Regions from separate parts of the Sus scrofa genome. Here region 1 is linked to region 2. A link is a contact called in public targeted proximity ligation data. All regions are on one chromosome and are shown on one strand. The core of a region is the stretch at or near the end of the contact, and the rest is flanking DNA. Distances in the headings are between cores, read along the strand shown.

Evidence for each region.
Region 1: a targeted proximity ligation map of skeletal muscle shows a contact between it and region 2. A contact is called at or near these places in 1 of 47 Hi-C or Micro-C datasets (heart right ventricle) and 1 of 2 datasets of targeted methods (skeletal muscle).

What each region holds. Positions count from the first base shown.
Region 1 is chr4:72,528,434-72,532,659 of Sscrofa11.1, reverse strand. No RefSeq gene overlaps it. Among named protein-coding and RNA genes, the nearest start is that of CHD7, 220 kb to the left of the region's middle.
Region 2 is chr4:72,392,067-72,396,178 of Sscrofa11.1, reverse strand. No RefSeq gene overlaps it. Among named protein-coding and RNA genes, the nearest start is that of CLVS1, 140 kb to the right of the region's middle.

The DNA of each region.
Region 1 (4,226 bases), core at 385-2,884, 140 kb before region 2:
CCAGCTGGTGCTTTCCTAGGTGCCCAGGATTCAGAAGAGCTGGACCCCGCAGATGGTGCCCTCCGGAACTTGCGTTCTGTGGGGGGAGAGAGCTAACAGGTACATTTTAAAAAGACTTTTGGACAAGGATGAGCGCTTTGAAAGTGATAACACAGGACCAAGAGCAGGCCTCTCTGAGGAGCTGATATCTGAGCTGAAATCAGGAAACAAAGGGGAGGCGGCCGTGGTGCCGCGTGGGAGACAGCCGGAGAGGGGGTCACAACTCCAGGGGGTGCTGTCCTAACCCGAAGCCTGCCCTCACTCACTTGCGCGTGCAGACCAGCCAAACGGCCGAGCGGTCAGATGCTGGCCTCTGCCTCTGAATCTTCTATGCCTTGACTTGAAAGCCAGCAAGAGTGATTGAAAGCCAAAGACACAGCTCTCTCAGAGCAAAAATACCGAGTCTGTGGTGGGGGAGGGGGAGGTGCTGAGGTCTGAAGCATCTTCCTTCTCAGTGTCTCCCTCTGATAATCTCTTATTTCCTTTCTAAACCCACCACACACATCTAGCTCCTGAGGTTTCCTTCGGATGTTCTGGTCACCACCTTCCTGCCCCCAGGCTTCAAGCTCTGCCCTCTGATCCTTCCCAACATGGTCAGATTGGTTCCCAAGGCAGCCGCCGGAGGGAGAAGACAGTCTCTGTGTGAGGACTTAGTTTCCTCAGGCGAATAATACACTCCTGCATGCGTGTAGTGGAGACCTTTTGGCTTTTTTTTTTTTTTTAAATGATTTTTATTCTTTTCCATTAGAACTGGTTTACAGTGTTCTGTCAATTTTCTACTGTACAGCAAGGTGTCCCAATCACACATACATGTATACATTCTTTTTCTCACATTATCCTCCATCATAAGTGACTAGATATGGTTCCCAGTGCTATACAGCAGGATCTCATTGCTTATCCATTCCACAGGCAATAGTCTGCATCTACTAACCCCAGATTCCCAGTCCATCCCACTCCCTACTCCTCCCCCTTGGCAACCGCAAGTCTGTTCTTCAAGTCCATGAGTTTCTTTTCTGTGGAAAGGTTCATTTGTGCCGTATATTAGGTTCCAGATATAAGTGATATCATATGGTATTTGTCTTTCCCTTTCTGTCTTACTTCACTTAGTATGAGAGTCTCTAGTTCCATCCTTGTTGCTGCAAATGGCATTAGTTTGTTCTTTTTTATGGCAACTTTTTGGCTTATGTCCACCCTGTTAGGAGGAGAGACTTCTGGAAGGAGCTGTGGGGTTGATGTGCAAGAACACCCAAGAGGGTCCTGAGTAAGGACTCACCATAAGGGCAAAGAGAGTCAAAGTGTAATTAGAGTCATGAGACTAGAAGCTACAGCCTTGTCAAAAAAAAGGAGAAACTTCAAGCGTGCTAATAATAGCAACAATAAATTTTATTTATTAATGTTATTTTTGGGCCTCATCTCCCACCTTCCTTTTCATGATTTATACCAGATCCTTGAAAGCTGAAAGCTAGAATGAAAATGTGTGTCAGAGCTGGTTCACTAGAAATATCTAGAGCATGATCCGTTCATTCCTCCACGCCTTCCTAGGTGCGTGCTGTGGGCTTGGCACTGGGGATATGCCTGCAGGGAGCCTATAGGCCAGCAGGGGAGACAGAAAATAATCCTGGAGGCTGGAGAGAGCTCTGCGTGGCCGGGCGCAGAAGGTCACAGCACCACATATCGGGTTTCCTTAGCCTTGAGTTTTGAGAGTCAGAGGAGGCTTTGGGGAGGACACAGAGTCTAGGGTGAGACACGAGAGTAGGAGTCAGCCAGGTAGAGGAAGAGTTCCACCCCCATGGAACAGGCTGCATGAAAGTCCTGCAGGCAGAGAAGCACGACATATTTGAGGAACTGAAAGAGGCTCAGCCTGGGCAGAGCCTGGGGAGGATGCGAGAGGCCCAACAGGAGGGTGTACGGCCAGGGCGTCTCACGTGGGAGCCTTGATTTCACCCTAAAAGGCAAAGGAAAGCCACGAGAAGGCTTTAAAAGCGTGTGTGTGTGTGTGTGTGTGTGTGTGTGTGTGTGTGTATGCATGCACATGAGCGAGCATGTGCAAAGATCAGCCTTGAGCACTAGGAGGGTCCGGGTGTGAGAAGTTGCTGCAGATATTGGATTTGAGGGGATATAGAGCCTAGACGAGGGCAGGGCGGCGGGTGGATCTGAGCCACGTTTGAGAGGGCTTGTTTCAAACAGGGTGGATACGGAGAAGGAGGGGGAAGGTTGAGGTCACACCTAGGTTTCCGACTTGAACACGATGGGTCATTAGTGACATCTGCTGAGCTCAGGGACACTTGGGGAAACACGGACGGAACTGGATGGGTTTGCTTGCGTGATGCTGGGTTTGGGCCTCCTGAGTCCTGTCACCTGTATGAACTTGGGGAAACTGATCATCACTGGAAATTGAAACAGTCAATGGGATCATTCGTGTGTTTGTTTCTGCCATAGTCCGAGACCTTTGGGTTTTAAAGAAAGACATCCAGACAAACTAGTTTAAATAAAATGTGGAAATGCTGAGAGCTTCCCGAGGTGGACAGGAAAGCAGTGAGGATGGGCACAGCTCTTCCCACTGGCATGGGCAGCGTGGCCACCAGTGCCTTCCTCTGCTTCATTTCCTCCTGATGGCCCAGCCCGCTCCGCTCATCCAAGGGGCCTCTGTCCTTCCTGTCTTTGCTCGCCAAGGAACTGACTTGCTCTCGCCCCCAACAGACCAGCATCTGGGCTGAAAGGCTTATCATTATACTTCATCACAGTGTATACATCTCTTTATTCAGATTCTTGAGAAGAGGGGGTCTGATCGGCACTAAGAAGTTAATGGCAGGAATCCCCTGGTAGCCTAGCGGTTGAGGATCTGGCATTGTCACTGCTGAGGCTCAGGTCACTGCTGTGGCACCACTTGATCCCAGGCCTAGGAACTTCTGTGTGCCACAGGCTTAGCCAGAAAGAAAGAAAGAAGGAAAGAAAGAAAGGTGGCTTTGGATCAAGTGATCATCCTTGTTTCAAGTAATGATAGCAATATACGTGTGTATGTGTGTCTGTGTGTAAGCCTGTGTGTATATGTGTACTTGTGAGCACATGTATATGTATGTGTATGCATGTGGATATGTGTATATATGTGCATGTGTATGTGTATGCATGTGGATATGTGTATATATGTGTATGTGTGTGTATGGATGTGTGTTCATGTGTGTGTATGGATAAATGTGTATATGTGTGCATGTGTGTATATGGATGTGTGTGCTTGTGTGTGCATATGTATATATGGATGCGTGTGGATGTGTGTGCATATGTGTATATGGATATGTGTGTGTATGAATGTGTGTGTCCATATGTGCACGTGGGGGTGATTTTGTGTGAGGGGAGAGGTGCAGCCAGTTGTCCTGTCAAGTAGAGAACTTTGGGTTGGATAGACGTTGATACATTATTTATCTTCTTATCTCACCTGCTGAATGCTGATTCTGCTGCCCTCTGCATTCTGTGAGGCAGAAAGGAGCCCGGGCAGGTGGACTGAGCCTGAATGTCTCCTTTCCCAGTGCAATCTTGGGTGTTATGTAGCCTCTTGGAGCCTCAGTTCCCTGCCCTGTGACATTGGCCATCCCGCCTGCCTCCCTGGGGAGAGGGAATAAAATAGACACCGTGGGTGCTCGGCAGGAGAGAGGAGGCACTCAGTGACTGTCCATCCCTCCCTTATGTGTGTTCAAATCACCCTTTTCTCAGAAAACAGGAACAGAACGTAATGTCACATATTTGTAGTGATTCCTCTGCCTGAGTATGAACACATATTTGTGGATGATCATATATTTTACTACATTACAAAGTAGTTGTAACCACTCAATAACATTTTGGGAAACTGAACCAGAAACAAAATCCTTTACCCTTAATCCTGCCACCTAAGTAATCTCACATAAACTTTTTGATTTGTTTCTTTTCAGTCATTTCCCTAAGCATCTTTTTTACATAGACGGAATCATAATTTACACACAATAAAAGGCAATGTTTTAAGATGTTTAAACATAATTAGCAGAGTGAAAAACACATACTTTAAAACTGTTCAATTTTCATAAATCTAGAATTCTGATTGGCATCTCAGTCTAATTTCCCCTGTTTTGTCCAGAACGTCTTGCAGATGGGGCAGTGTGTAGTTAGAACCATATTTATTTCAACCAAATTACAAATATACTCCAGGCAAGAGTTAT
Region 2 (4,112 bases), core at 204-2,703:
ACCTGTTGTCTCCTGGATTACCAAAGGAACATGGTGGACTCAATGGCTAGGACTCCTTCCACTCCCTCTTCTCCCAGCTTATAGTCAATTCAAGCTGGGATACACCTGTTCTCACACATCCTGTTTCATTTCCTTCTTCCCCCTACATCTTCCAACTCTTGTCAAATTAGATCAGAAAAAAAATTAATATTAGATTTTCTACCAAGAGTTTGATGCTGTGGAATTAGAGAGGGAATAGGACTGTGCCTGGCCCTTGCTGAGATGAAAATCTAAAGCAGAAAAGCATTTATCTCTATGCATGTCTAGCTAAATACTCCTCAAAAAATGACACAGGTGGGGCACTCGGATCTGACTCAAAAGAAAGTTATCATGAGAAAAAGCCAGTTTTACATATTATTTTCTTCTTGCCTTTGTTCTCTCTTCCTCGATCTCTCTCTTCCTTTTGCACCATTTTACAATGTCTGGTCTGTTGCCGTGCTTTCTAGGACTCTGTTCTATTTTGTAGTTACAGGCTGGTATGGAAAATGTGTGCATGCTGGCTGGGGCCCCTTTGTCTCCCATTTAGCTTTTGCTCAGCCTGTGAAATCAGATATTCACCAGAAAGGGCTAAGAGCACAGCACGCGCTAGCAAATGCACAGAGAAGCCGATCATCTCTTTCCCTCCCTCTGTGCTTCCTTTTCCTGACTCTCCAACATAGCAGCCCGTGTTTTTCTGCAGCTCTGGCAGGATCAAAGGTCAGGCGAAAACCACTCGGCTTCCATTTCTATTATGAAATAATTGTCATATCTGCATGATAATACACATATGTATGCCGGCGAAATTATCTGCCTCCTAAACATCCCTTCACACCCGGGAGAAGATGATGAATGTACCAGATGCGTCCGCGTCGCGATGAGCTCACAGAGCTGGGCGGAGTAGGACAGCTTGCCAGCTCTTCGGGTGGCTCTGTCTGGAGAATGCGTCACCTGGGCAGCTCCAGCTGTACCACCGGATACTGGTTCTAATATGTCCCACGGGAAGAAGGCAGGGCCCTACCTAAGAGGCCCGCTGTTCAGCCTCTGGCAGGAGAGCACTTCCTAGAGTATCCGCTCTGCCCCGCGAGCCTCTGGGGGTCATGAACATGCTGCGGATGAGCCCAGGCTTCCCAGCCCTGGTGCCATGCGTTTCTCGGAGGCTAGGGCTTCTGCTTTATCCTTCACATTTGCTCCTTGAAATATTTCCCCAAACGTGTTCTTGGGCGTGGGCCAGGTCTTAGCCTAAAACCCAAATAATCCGCTTTTCCCGAAGATCAGCAACAGACTGGGGTTTGAAATCAGGGCTGGAAGCGGAGAGAGGAGAGAAAAAGCTCCCTGTGGACCAAGCAGAGGGCCTGTTCCGGCTCCCCTCCAGCAGCGGGTGGAGCACCGTGGGCCTCAGCGGACCCCACACCACGCTGGAACCGCGTGACGATGCCGGGGCTTGAAGGGGAGCTGCCAGCCTACCTGGCTTGCCTTGCAGTTGGCAGCGTGGGAGCTCGGCTCCTCCTCCCACAGCCTTTGTGTTCTTGAGCTGGACTGGACTGGCTGGATCTAGGATCAGACACCACCCCCGCCCCCGATGTCCTTTTGTCTTAACAAGCAGTGCCTGGGGCGGAGGAAGCTGAGGGAAGTGTGGAGCAGAAGTTTTAAATAGAACCCTCATGCAGGCTTTCCCCGGATTGGATCCCAGACAGCATCGGTTGGTCCGCAGTTGGACTGCCCTATAAGAATGACTGTCTAAGGGGCACAGGAGGTGGCTGATAAAAGAAGCTGTGTGGTACAGGCAATGGGAAGGAGAGAGGTTGATTTGTTTTGCATTCCTCAGTGTGATGATGCTAAGTGGGGCGGGGGCGGGGCGGGGGTAGGGGGGCCTCATGCTGTGTCATGAGGCCTGAGTGGTGAGGTTCGCTCTCTAATTTGGGCTGAATTTGGATTAGGATCCCCGGGTGTGTGTTTGTGTGTTTGTTTATCTGCCAGCTGTGGCAGTCAGTCCAGGGCAGGGGCCAGGCCCCGGGCAAGATGGAATGTCTTGGTGTGGAAATTTCTCCTCTCAGCTGATATCTATGTTTATGGCCATCTTGATTTGTGTTACCGGTTGGCTTTTCTGTGAGCCTGGAATACATGCAAACCGTCCGATTCAGAGTGAAACCTCAGAAGATTTAATCAGATTCATTCTGAAACTGGTTATATTTTTCACTCTAACAATAAATCTAACAAGTTCAAGGGATGCTTTTTGAATTCATGAGTTTTCCTTTCCTCTTTTTTGGTGTTGGTCAGCAAAACCCACCACTGTAGAGACCTCGGGCATTTTTAAGTATTGGGGGCCATTTCTTCTATCTCAGTGGTCAGCTCTCCCTATGGGGCTAATGTTTCCCAAAAAATTTTCCAAAGAATTTGGTACGTCACCTCAAAAGAGTAATTATACGTAGGTTACATATACTTTTCTTTATTGCACTTCACAGTTATTGTGTTTTTACAACTTGAAAGTTTGTGACAATTCTGAGTCAAATGAGTCTTTTGGTGCCATTTTTCCAGGGGTGTTTGCTCACTACATGCCTCTTGTGTCACATTTTGAGAATCCTCAAAATATTTCAAATTTTTCCATTTTCATGTTTTTGGGTTTGTTTTTTAAATAATTTTTGGCCACGCCCATGGATGTGAAAGCTCCCAGGCCAGGGATTGAACCCGAGTCACAGCAGTGACCCAAGCCACTGCAGCAACAATGCCAGATCCTTAACCTGTTGCACCACGAGATAATGCCTCATTATCATGTTGGGGATGGTGATTGGTGATCTTTGATGTTACTACTACAAATCTCTGAAGGCTCAGATGATGGTTAGCATTTTTTAGCAATAAAGTATTTTTATTTTATTTATTTATTTATTTTTTATCTTTTGTTTTTATAGGGCCACACCCACGGCATATGGAGTTTCCCAGGCTAGGGGTCTAATTTGAGCTGTAGCCGTCGGCCTACACCAGAGCCACAGCAACATAGGATCCGAGCCAAGTCTGTGAACTACACCACAGCTCACGACAACCCTGGATCCTTAACCCACTGAGCGAGGCTAGGGATCAAACCCGAATCCTCGTGGTTCCCAGTTGGATTCGTTAACCACTTGCCATGACGGGAACTCCAATAAAGTATTTTTAAACTAAGATATGTGCATTATTGTTTTTAGACATAATGCGATTGCCCACTTAATAGACCACGGTATAGTGTAAGCATAGCTCTTCTAAGTGCTGGAAACCAACAGATTCATGGGACTCCCTTTATTGCGATATTTGCTTTATTGTAGTGGTCTGACAGTGAACCTGCAGTATCTCTGAGAGAGGCCTATAAATGCATTTTTCTCATTACATTCCAATTTTTCAAAACCAATATCCTATTATAGGATAAATATTAAACTTTAAGATGAACAGCGGCAAATGCAAATTAGCCCAGTTAGGGGGCTATTTACTTTCATAATCTTCTGAAAACAACATTTGTGAAGGTGGAGGGGAAAAAAATAGGTAGAAATAATTGATCTAAGATCAAACACATGCCAAAGACTAAAACATAATTTCTCTGAAAGACGTTATTTGGAAAAACTCAAAACATCTGGTTTCTGTTATAAAATATACGCGTAGAAAGAGTAGCGGGTCTTTGAGACATCAGCTTTTATATTTCTGGAATTTTATAATTGCTCTGTCCCTGTTTCTTTACACACAAAGTGGAACTTGTGTTTTTTACTGCTTACGTTGGCGGCCGTTGTTGGGGAGGGGCAGTGAGGTTGGGGGCACGTGCCGTAGGTGGCATTAGAGGAGCCCTATGTGATTTCTTTTCTTACTTTTCATATCTCAATTCCCTGGCCGTTCAATTTAGTTCCTGAGGTGCTGACAGCTGGTAATACGCAAAACTGCAATCCACTTTTCCAAAGTTATTGATATTTCCTAACTGAGGTTTAATGGTGTGACTTGGCTTAGGTGAAAATGTGCCAAGGTCTCGGGTCTCCTGTGTTTCACCCCGGTTTGTTATAGTTCCAGAAACCTACTGCCAGGGGCTGGAAGTCACGTGGCTGCCTGGTCCTCCTGGGGCAAATGGATATCAGTTACCT